Linked DNA regions of Hordeum vulgare: region 1 is linked to region 2. Evidence: chromatin contacts called from public Hi-C data. All regions are on one chromosome and are shown on one strand. Each heading gives the region's core, a stretch centred on a gene start, on an enhancer-like site or on the middle of the called end of the contact. The rest is flanking DNA. Distances are from core to core; before and after follow the strand shown. Region 1 has its middle 100 kb from the start of LOC123437802. Region 2 has its middle 6.6 kb from the start of LOC123411280.

Evidence for each region. Hi-C and Micro-C count contacts between places; a contact is called where the count stands out from the background.
Region 1: a contact with region 2 is called in a Hi-C map of seedling, with 4 times the contacts expected there. The contact joins two enhancer-like sites. A contact is called at or near these places in 1 of 6 Hi-C or Micro-C datasets (seedling) and 1 of 1 datasets of contacts at active chromatin or transcription factors (embryo).

What each region holds. Positions count from the first base shown.
Region 1 is chr1H:369,062,982-369,068,958 of MorexV3_pseudomolecules_assembly, reverse strand. It overlaps the pseudogene LOC123437770. Among protein-coding and RNA genes, the nearest start is that of LOC123437802, 100 kb to the left of the region's middle. Within about 2 kb of position 3,733, at least 3 of the 3 cell types and tissues checked have open chromatin away from gene starts, as enhancers often do. A contact at or near this core is called in seedling, where this site is marked.
Region 2 is chr1H:368,781,388-368,787,079 of MorexV3_pseudomolecules_assembly, reverse strand. No RefSeq gene overlaps it. Among protein-coding and RNA genes, the nearest start is that of LOC123411280, 6.6 kb to the left of the region's middle. Within about 2 kb of position 1,274, at least 2 of the 3 cell types and tissues checked have open chromatin away from gene starts, as enhancers often do. A contact at or near this core is called in seedling, where this site is marked.

The sequences.
Region 1 (5,977 bases), core at 2,484-4,983, 280 kb before region 2:
GCTCGTCCTCCTGGGGGACGAGGAGACGGCGCTGCAGCGCAGTGTGCTCCGCACGGTCTTGTGCGGAGTTTAGACGAGGCGGCGATGCCAGGTCTAACGCCTGCTGGAGCGTGCGGACGTCCGGGAAATTCATCTGGAGATGCGGCCTGCCTAGGCGCCACGCCGCCGCGTCGAACGCGCGGGCGGCCTCGTGCGCCGTGTCGTAGGTGCCGAGGCTCAGTCGAAGATCGCCGGAGCGTATCTCGGCATAGAACCCGCCGTTGGGGCGCTGGCGGACGCCGTGGTAGCCCGACGCAGAACGGCGGCGCGGCGGCATGGTGGCGCGTCGGCGGCGGCGCGAGAGGCAGAGAGAGCGCGGCGCGAGAGGCAGAGAGAACGCGGCGGCGGCGCGAGAGGCAGAGGGAGAGAGAACGCGGCGCGAGAGGCTGGGCAGCGCGCTGCCTTTTATGGGCGCGCGGGACGCGGCACCGCAAAAATGGCGCGCAGGCTGCCGCCTTTTCGCGCGCGCTAGCGGTTCCCGCGCGCGCGGTTTTCCCGCCGCCGCTGGAGCGCGCAATTCCGTCCCGCGCGCGGTAAAATGCCGGTTTAACGCGCGCGCTTTTTTGCGCCGCTGTTGGAGATGCTCTTATTACATAACCAACAAAAGCAAGTAGCATGTAGCAACATCTAGTTGAGGATATAGTTCTGTCCATAAATTACAGACCATAAGACCAACATCAACACTTATCCTATACGTACATGTAAGGCAACATGAACTCAGACTGTAATCATCAGCACTTATCCTATACGTACATGTAAGGCAACATGAACTCAAACAGTTCCATTATTCACGTCATCTCCCAGTTATCGTTTTGAGAGGCAACTACCAGAGATTAGAGAGTATGTTAGAGTCTTGCCTGACATTGTTGCCGGGAGCAGCAGCAGATCGGAGAGGCAGCCAGGGGTAGCAGCAGCAGTCAGGGAGGAGTGCGGCCTGGGTCGCCATCGAGCCGGACCTAGCGCGGCCGGCAGTAGGATCTAGCGCGACCAGTGAGCAGGAGTTAGGGTGGGCAGGGAGCGGGAGCAAGCGCGGTCGGCAGCAGGAGCTAGCCCGGATGGGTCGCACGCGCCGCCATGGTCGCTGGTCGTTTTCTGTTCGAGGAGATAAGGAGAAAGGGAAATTTGGCTAGGATTAGGCTCCTCGAGGTTGTTTTGTTGTATATATTGGGCCGCACAAATGAAATTTTGGGTCAAATTTTTTATCTCCCGAGCGCGAAGCTTAGCGGCTAAAATTTGGGCCCAATTTTAGCGGTAATAGCGGTTTAATGACGATAATAACGGCTACCCTCGTTTTAGCATTCGAAGCAAAGTTTTAAATAGCCGGCTATAGCTGGGCTATAGCCTCCCAGGAGTCCTCCCGCTGCAGCTAGGGCCTTCGAACGCTGAAATGAGGGTAGCCGCTATTATCGTCATTAAACCGCTATTACCGCTAAAATGGGGCCCAAATTTTAGCCGCTAAGCTTCGCGCTCGGGAGATAAAAAATTTGACCCAAAATTTCGTTTGTGCGGCCCAATATATACAACAAAACGACCCCGAGGAGCCTAATCCTAGCCAAATTTCCCTTTCTCCTTATCTCCTCGAACAGAAAATGACCAGCGACCATGGCGGCGCGTGCGACCCATCCGGGCTAGCTCCTGCTGCCGACCGCGCTTGCTCCCGCTCCCTGCCCACCCTAACTCCTGCTCACTGGTCGTGCTAGATCCTACTGCCGGCCGCGCTAGGTCCGGCTCGATGGCGACCCAGGCCGCACTCCTCCCTGACTGCTGCTGCTACCCCTGACTGCCTCTCCAATCTGCTGCTGCTCCCGGCAACAATGTCAGGCAAGACTCTAACATACTATCTAATCTCTGGTAGTTGCCTCTCAAAACGATGACTGGGAGATGACGTGAATAATGGAACTGTTTGAGTTCATGTTGCCTTACATGTACGTATAGGATAAGTGCTGATGATTACAGTCTGAGTTAATGTTGCCTTACATGTACGTATAGGATAAATATTGATGTTGATCTTATGGTCTGTAATTTGTGGACAGAACTATATCCCCAACTAGTTGTTGCTACATGCTACTTGCTTTTGTTGGCTATATGTAATAATATTTGGGCAGAAGTATGTCCAGAACTCCTGGTTATTCATGTATGTTATGTGCATATTTTTATGTCCCTGAAAATCATTGATATATATCTGAAGATATGGGGCCAATTTTTTTGATTTTTTCTCATGATTTATCAAAACCGCTAAATGGACTTAGCCGGCTATAGCTAGGCTATAGCCTTTCGTAGTTGTTGGAAAAGCCGCCGCTAAATGCAGTAGCCGGCTATTTAAAACTTTGGTTCGAAGGCCCTAGCTGCAGCGGGAGGACTCCTGGGAGGCTATAGCCCAGCTATAGCCGGCTATTTAAAACTTTGGCATCAGGTGACATTGCTGGTTGCCGAGGAATTTCTTGTGGAAGGATGACGCTCGATGGATTGCACAAATAATTTACAAAACCACCAGGTGGGTACACACCATTTCCCCTAAAAGAATGTATACACTCAAACATTAGATTACCATCTTTAGAACTACTTGCATCTGGATTAGTTTCTTGAAACCATCTTCAGAACAATAGTATGCATATGGTTATGAAAAAATAAATCTTAAAATACTTAGTCCATAAGTGCAGAAATTGAACTAACAAAAACTGAATACGTACAAGATCTGACACGAGCTTAACTCTCATAAAAGATTAAAGCATTGGAATGATAAAAAATAAAACTGCACAAATTGTGATGGAAGATCTACTGAATGTCCAGATATAATGATTAATCAAGAGGCTACTTGTATGAACACATGTCAAAGATTAACTACAGGACGGTCAACCTTACCAATCAACTTGAAGGGAGGAATCAGATCTAGCAGCAACATGCCCAGCCAACCAAGCTTCTGCTGCTACGGCTTCTGTGGCAGCTTCAGGCCGCCCCATCGGCAGGGGAGGGATGGCATACCTTGGGGCTTGTACGCCAGGTCCCTGCATCACCTACGATGGGGATGCTGCTTTCTTCCTCCCATGGCCAGCCATGTCGGTGCTCAAATCTGCAGGACGCACGGATGGACGATGGAGTTTGTCGCTGCAGCTGCGGCTGTGGATTTATGGGGGCAGCGGCCCTAGGTTACTTCTAGGGGGCAGCAGGATGGCGATGAAAAATTTGGCGCGCAGGCTGGACGAGAGGAAACAAAGGCGCGCCAAGAAGAAGAAAATCATGTGAGGCAACGAGAAGGATCCGGCTGTGGCCGTTCGCGTCAAAACCGGGCTAAGATGTGATCGCTTAATTAAGAGAACGCAAGACCTCCTTTTCAGTTTCTCTCTCCTCCATCTTAGCTGCTAAGGTAGCACCATTGTACATGCCCTTAATGATGTATGGAGAGAAGATGATTGACGACAAGTTCAATCATGGAGAAATAACGGATAGAGAAATGTGTGGTGTTTGTAAGAATAGACAGAAAAGAATGTTTGTATTTGTATTGTGGTTGAATATTCCGTACTACATGTTTGTTTTTGAAAAAAAAAATAAGTAGTATATTGTTACAAATTCATTTGCTGATCCGTGGCAAGCGCGCGGACAGTCTATTATTTTTTGAGACAAACACGGACAGTCTACTGGTAAATCCCATCACGCTTAAGTAGTACGGGCTCTCGCAGGAAGACACGGCCCAAGGTCCAAGTGCGCTGCTGCACTCTAGTGGCTGAATGTTCAGGTTCAGATACCTGAACTGTAGGCGTGACAACTTTGCAGTCGAGGAGATTGCCCAGCCGAGAGAAGGTTGAACCCTAACTCCATTGCTCCCACGCAAACCGCAGCAGAGAAAACCCATTCTCCATCGCCGAGCACCGCCTCGAGCCCTCCAGTGCTGCCTCCTCAGTCCTCACTCTCCACCTCGCCGCCGCCGCCGCCATGGCGATCACGGCACAGACCCCCGACATCCTGGGCGAGCGCCAGTCCGGCCAGGACGTCCGCACGCAGAACGGTAACACTCCTCGTCTCGTGCTCAGCCCTACTCATCAGCGCCATATTCCGCGGAGTAGAGCGGGGTCAATAAGATCTACTCCGAGCGCGCGCGCGTGTTTAATTTGCGTTTCGTGCTTCTGTGATTGCAGTGGTGGGGTGCCAGGCGGTGGCCAACATCGTCAAATCATCGCTCGGGCCCGTCGGGCTCGATAAGGTATGTGATTTTACCTTCGATCTACTGCACTTGGTTGCGCATTGCTTGCTGCTTTATGACTAGGATCCGAAGTTATGATCTGCGTGTTAGAAACTTAGAATGGGGGTGCAGGAGTTGCTTGTTTGGTGTGGATGTAGTTCACCCGCAAACTTGGTTACCAGTGATGATGAAGATGCAACATGTGCATTCTGTAATAATCTGATAACGAACAGTGAAGTTAGATGGTAGCGCATCCTCCGTAATTTTGAAAAAAAAAATCATGGCTCGAACGTTTCCAAAAGGAAAAAGATATTGTCGGAATGAACTAATTTAGCGTATCTACAGATGCTGGTGGATGATATTGGTGATGTTACAACACAAATGATGGAGCAACCATTTTGAGGATGTTGGAAGTCGAGCACCCAGCAGCAAAGGTGATGCCTGTTAGCCAAAGCTTCCCATTTTTATTTTGCTTCTGTTGCTGCTTCGTGCTTATCCTTTCGGGGGTCCATTCATTGTTAGATTCTTTTTGAGTTGGCCGAGCTCCAAGACCGGGAGGTTGGTGATGGAACAACATCTGTTGTCATCATAGCTGCAGAGTTGCTCAAGGTATGAAATGGAGCTTTAGCGGCAGCCTTTTTTTCGCTATGAATTTCCCAAGCATTATGCATACAAATTTACGACGTTCTGCTTTTCTTTACCAGAGCGCCAATGAACTTGTGAGGAATAAAATCCATCCGACCTCAATTATTAGTGGCTACAGGGTGAGCCCTGTATTTTTTATTTTAGCAGCATTACCATTTTTATTTGATTGAACATTCTGAAGTCACATTATCTCTTACATTTTTTTGCCTTCATATTCTACCAGCTCGCTATGCGTGAGGCTTGCAAGTATGTCGAAGAAAAGCTCTCTGTCAAGGTAAAACCATGTTGCCTGCTGAACAAATGGCCACATCTTGCTGCTCGATTTGAGGCATATTGTCTTGCTGAAATGCGTATTCTTCTATACTTTCAGGTTGATAAACTTGGAAAAGATTCCCTTGTTAACTGTGCAAAAACTAGCATGTCTTCGAAATTGTTAACTGTGCAAAAACTAGCATGTCTTCGAAATTGATTCACAGCGACAGAGATTTCTTTGCAAATCTGGTAAGTTCCTATGGTCATGTGTACTTCAGGTTTCTCAATCATGCCCCTTTTTTACTTATCTTTCTACTGTATAACCCTGGAATTTGATTGTGTGGTTGTTATGTTTGATTATCCTTGTTGTATATTTGATCAGTGGTGTTTGTTAACTCTAAAATAAGTACTTTTAGACGAGAAAGTAAGTACTTAGTTTATGCATGTGTATTGAGGTGTTCTGTCCACTGCTATGGTTTGCTTTGGTCTGATATTTTTATCTAACTAGTCATCCCTGGGGCCAAATGTTAAGGTCCAGCTATCTTTACGTTAAATTTGCCCCAAACTACGTGTTATTTAAATGAACTGCTATGGTTTTATAGGTTGTCGAAGCAGTTCAAGCTGTGAAGACTACAAATGCTAAGGGAGCAGTGAAGTATCCAATCAAGGCAAGTAAAGTGCATTAGGTTACAAACTTGCTGTATCACTTCATCAAAAGAAAATTTCTGAAAGTTGTTTTTAACTCGGTTGCTTCGTTCAAAATATAGGCTTAGATGTTATCTCCTCCTACTCCATCCCATAATGTAAGACGTTTTTTGACACCAGTGTAGTGTCAAAAAACGTCTTACATTAGTGTCAAAAAAC
Region 2 (5,692 bases), core at 25-2,524:
GGTTTTGGAAACCATCTAGAGGTTCCCACCCGGTTTTCTCTGGTATTGGAAAATTTCTAGAAGGTTCTCATGACATATTTTTTTACTTTTCCGTTTTTAATCTTTCCTTTCTTTTCTATTTCTATTCCAAAAAATGTTCCTAATTTTCAAAAAATATTTTTGGATATTTAAGAAAATTCTTAATTTTATAAGATTGATCTGTATTTTCAAAAAATTGTTCTTGATTTCAAAATTTGTTTTTAAGATTCAAATTTGTTCTCGGTTCAAAATTTGTTCTCAAGATTTAAAACATGTTTGTTTTAAAAGAATTGTTTGTGCATCCAAATTTGTTAGGGTTTTTTGTCAAAATTGTTCTCCGTTTCATTTTTTCTCAACACTAAAAAAGTGTTCGTACTTTAGAAAATTGTTCATGCTTTCAAATTTGTTCAGAAATTTTAAAATTGTTCTCGGTTTCAAAACTTATCCTCAAGATTCAAAAAATGTTTGTGTTTTAAAAAATTGTTGGCGCTTCCAAATTTGTTCGGGTTTTTTCAAATTGTTCTCCATTTAAAAATTTTGCTCTCAAGATTCAAAAAATGTGCGTTCTTTAAAAAATTGTCCGAGCTTCCAAATTAATTCAGGATTTTTCAAAATGTTTGTGATTTTTTTGTGTGTTTCTAAATTTGTTCTAGATTTTTCAAAATTTTGTTCTCAAGATTCAAAATATGTTCGTGCTTTAAAAAATTGTTCGCGCTTCTAAATTTGTTCTCTGTTTCAAAATTTGTTCTCAAAATTAGAGAAATGTTCATGCTTTAAAAATTTGTTCGCGCTTCCAAATTAGGTCGGGGTTTTTTCAAAATTATTTAACTTTTCAAACTTTTGTTCTCAACATTCAAAAAATGTCCGTGCTTTAAGTTTTTTTGTGCTTCAAATTTGTTCACGATTTTTCAGAATTTTTCTCGGTTTCAAAATGTATTCTCAAAATTTAAAAAATGTTCATGCTTTTTTGTGCTTTCAAACTTTTTGGGGGTTTTTAAAGTTATGTTCCCAAGATTCAAAAAATGTTCGTGCTTTCAAATTTGTTCACGATTTTTCAAAGTTGTTCTTCACATTCAAAAAATGGTCTTGCTTCAAATACAAAAAGAAAAGGAAAAAGGTAGAAAAAAGAACCAAAAAAGGAAATGAACAGAAATGGAAAAAAGTAACAGAAAAAAAAAACTTGGCCAACACAGACAGGGCGACCGCCCAGTGCGGCGCCAGAGTTGCTGCCGCAATGAGCCACGGGCAGGAGCTCCCGGTGGGGACCTCCTATGCGCCGCTCGTTGGGGCTAACTGCCAAGCGAGCACACAAGGGGTCGCCTGACTAGGCTGGACGCATTTTATTTGTCTTAAGGAGATATGATATTTTTCCTTTTTTATGTTCCTTTTTTCTCCTATTCTGTTTATTTCCTTTTATTTTAGTTTTTTGGTTCGTTTTTTCTTTCCTTTTTCCTTAACTTTTCGAATTGGAAGGAAAAACATATTTTGAATTTGCGGAATATTTTTCGAAAGTACAGAACATTTTTTGAATATTAAGAATAATTCTGGAACATTTTTTAAAACAAGAACATTTTTCGAAATTTAAGAATAATTCTGGAAAACTTACTTAGTTTAAAAATTGAAGGAAATTTTGGAATAGCGATTTTTTCTGGAAATAACGAACATTTTTTTAAAATACTGAAGATTTTTGTTAAATATCGAACATTTGTTTGAAAATCCCGAACAATTTTTGAAGTTATGGATATTTTTTCAAAACGGCAAATGTTAAAATTTCGAACTTTATATAAAAAACAAAGGCATTTTTCGAATTTGAAGATTTTTTTAAAATCCAGAACAATTTTGGAATTTATGATCAAACTTTTAAAAACGACAATCTTTTCGAACATTTTTTAAAAGCAAGAATTTTTTTCAAACTTTAAGAACAATTTGCCAACAAGAAGTTAGTATAAAAACTGAATGTGTTTTGATATTTTGAACATTTTTGGAAAGACCAAACATTTTATTAAAATTCCGAACATTTTCTTACAAAACGAATATTTATTAAAAATCCCAAAGAGTTTTTGAAGTTATGAATATTTTTAAAAAATGGCTAATATTTGTAACTTCGAACATTTTTTATAAACACAAAAATATTTTTTGAATTTATAGAATAATTTTTGAAAATCAAGAACATTTTTGGAAACGGAAACAAAGAAAAGAAACAAAAAAGAAAAAATAAAAACAAAAAACAAGACAAACGGTTGTGGGAACATTCTAGAAGTTTTGCAAAATCAGAAAAACCCGGCTAGAAATCTCTAAAAGGTTCGCAAAACCGCCTTAAGATGTTCCGCTTAAATGGACCGTAGCAGTTAGAACAATCGTTCAATCTCCTTGTGTGGTGCCTCCAATACTTGACGCAAAATGCGGGAAATAGGAGATTCCTTTTGAATTTGTAGGGGTTGTCCGAAGAGTGAGTTCTTCCTTCTTAAAAGATTACTTTCAAGTGCATTTCTATGTTTGATTATAAATAGTACTAAACTTCTAATAGGAGAGTAGAACAAGAAACTTTTAGAACATTTTGAATTTAGTTGTATTCCTTTTGAGAAAAGGCAGAGGTAATAACCACAGCACCACCGGTTGTCGCATAAATCACGTACGATCACCACCGTCGAGTGCGTAGACATCAACAAAGCTGGGCATATCAGGGCTGAAAGCGTAGATAGCACCACCGGTTGTCGCATAGATCACGTACGACCACCAACTGAGTGTGTAACCGTGACTGTCTCTTTCACGAGCTCCTTCCTCGATCGAGGACACGGTGGGGTTATGTCTGACGTAAGTAGGTGTTCAGGATCATTCATTTGATCATCAGTAGTTCACGTCCGCTGTGCGTAGATCACCCCCCTCTTATTCTTGTACTCGTAAGTTAGCCACCTCAAATAAATGGTAAGTCGCTTGCTGCAGCCTCACCACTTAACCATACCTCACCCATTAAGCTTTGCTAGTCTTGATACCTTTGGAAATGAGATTGTTGAGTCCCTGTGGCTCACAGATTACTACAACACCAATTGCAGGTACAGGTAAAGAGTTACTTTGACGTGAGCCCGCTGATTGTGCTATTTGGAGTTTCTTCTTCTTCTTCGTCATCGACTAGGATGGGCTCCAGGCCGACAGTCTGGGATAGCAAGGATGGACGTTGTTCTTTTATCTTTGTTTTCATCCGTAGTCGGACTCTGCTCTTCTTCATGATGATTGTATGTATTGTATTGATGTGACTAAGATGTAGCTTGTGGCGAGTGTAAGCCAACTCCTTATACTCATCTTTTGAGTATATGTACTTGTAATCATATTCATTCTTGCAAAACGACGAGATGCGTTTCTATCCCTGTCGAGGCCCTCGAGCCAAAATAAGGATAAGACTGCATCTTCGACGTCGGTATCAGAGCAGTACCGACCTAGGAGCCCCCTTGATTGATCGAACATGGCCGAGTCGAGTCTAGTGAAAAAAATGCTTTGAGTTTAGTTATATATCGGAGAGTATGATTCTTTTTTCTCCTCTTCCATGCTGTGGTGAGGAATCTTGACGTAATAATTTTAATTCTACTCCTCTTTTCACTCAATTTTTTTACGACCACGCGGATATTTTTGGAGTCTATATAATGTCGATGTGACGGAGTTCTGACTTGGTGCCTCCTGATGTGTTGATTTTATTCCGGGGAGTTGAGCTCCAGGGGATTCTTGAGCACATCGTTATCATTCAGATTTCTTAGTATATCAGGACGAAGGATGTTCGAAATTGCTTCAATACTAGTAGTGGCGAGACGAGTCTGGCTTCCCCAACACTGGTGCAGATAGGCCGGATGTATCGCCATACTTAGTATCATTGTGATTACGAGGATCTGAGATAGATGAGTTTCCAAGATCTCTGGTTATGTGTTGACGGATGTGCTACACTGAACGGGTAGTGTTATTGCTAGGAGTTGAGTGATGGATTTTACTCCTTGTATCCGTGGACCCGATTGCATGACCAGAAATTTCAAGAGTTCTTAGGTGGGAATTCAACTAGTCACTTATAGGACAATCTTCCAACAGATGCATGATGTGAGGTTGGGGTTCGACATCTATTGGATTCATTTGTTCACGGCCGTCTTACGACGGTTCTCGTTGTGTCTTAAAGAGTCCTTGTAGCTTGCTACGACTCGGGGACGCTTCGTATGTCATGTGCACTGCCTTGTACATGATGTCTACTGTAGGATAGAGCCCGTGCGATCCTATCCATGAAAATTTCGGACGAAATCTCTGTCATGAATTTGTTCTGGCTTGTTTTGTAAGCGCATCCTTTGTTTTATTGGATTATGGTTATTCGAGTTGCTTCGATGTCACGTGGTGAATTCATATATTTCCAAGAGGTGTTCTCATATTTTTATGGGGATGCAAATTCTTTTGCTCAATCAAGTTGTCTTATCAATTCTTCCGAATAGGAGTCGTCATGTCAATTCTTTTTCATCCGATGTGCTTCTCTTCAAGTGAATTCAATCTTGTCCAATATTCGCAAGATCAATCTATCATTTCTTCCGGAGTTCATCTCATCTGCCCCAAGTTGTCTTTGTTTTTTCCCGCCCTCCCGCCCTTTTATTCAGTGATTAGATTCCATCCAAGTGCATTTCATTTCCTTGTTGCTTCCGCTATCTTTTCTTTTCTCTCTTATCCGGTGATTCATTGTGAAGATTCTCAGGAGTTCCGAGTTCATCATTTCTTGTTCCTTGTTCTCTTTTCGGTGGATTCAATTGAAGCTCTCGGTGTTCATCATATCCTTTTCTTTTGTTCAATGATTCCTGTGTTGGAAATTATTATTTAAGTCTTTCTTGTTTATTCATCTCTCTCTATCGAGAGTGTTCAAGATATCTCAGAAGTTTCTTGTTTTCAAACCCTTCAATTATTTCGAGGTTCTCACCTCATCAAGTTTTCATTTGTACCGGTGCAATATCTCTCTTTCTCAGAAATTCTTTTCAACGTTGGTTTCTTTTGAGTGGGCCCATAACCCACAGGTTTTTCCCAGGATCTTATCTGGCTCTTCTAGTATTTTCCCGAAGATCTCTAATTCTTTTCAATTATGACGTAAGTATGCATTCCATCGGTCATATCCCTTCTCCAAGATCTATTCGGATTAATTCCCTTCGTTGGCTCAACTTTTCCTTGTTCATTATTCCCGAGTGTCTCAGTAATTCTTGGTGGTGTTCCTCTCATCTTTCTCAATCTGAAGACCGAAGGAGTGTCTCTCTCAAATCTTGTCCATTCTTTTGAAGATTGTCATCTCAGCTTGGTGCTCTTCTCAGTTGTTCTCGATCATGAGAAATTCTCCATATCTATCCGATGCATTTCAGATTTGTTTTCATTCTCTATCCTCCGAAGGCCATCATTTCAGAAGATTTCTTCGTCCTCAGTTTTCAGCTTTCATTCTCAAATTCTTCTCAATTGTTTTTTCTTTGTTCGTCTCTCATTTATTCCGGTGCCTCATTCAAGTTTTCTGTTAGGCGGCTCAAGATCTCTTCATTCTCAAGGTGTTCTTCAAGATTTTGTGGGAGAACCTCAAGTGTTCCTTCTCTTGCATTTCAAGTGCAATTCTTCATCCTTTGTCTCTGTGGTGGTGTTATAGCATTCTTGTTAGCGGAGGAGTCTCAAAGAGAAGTTGTTT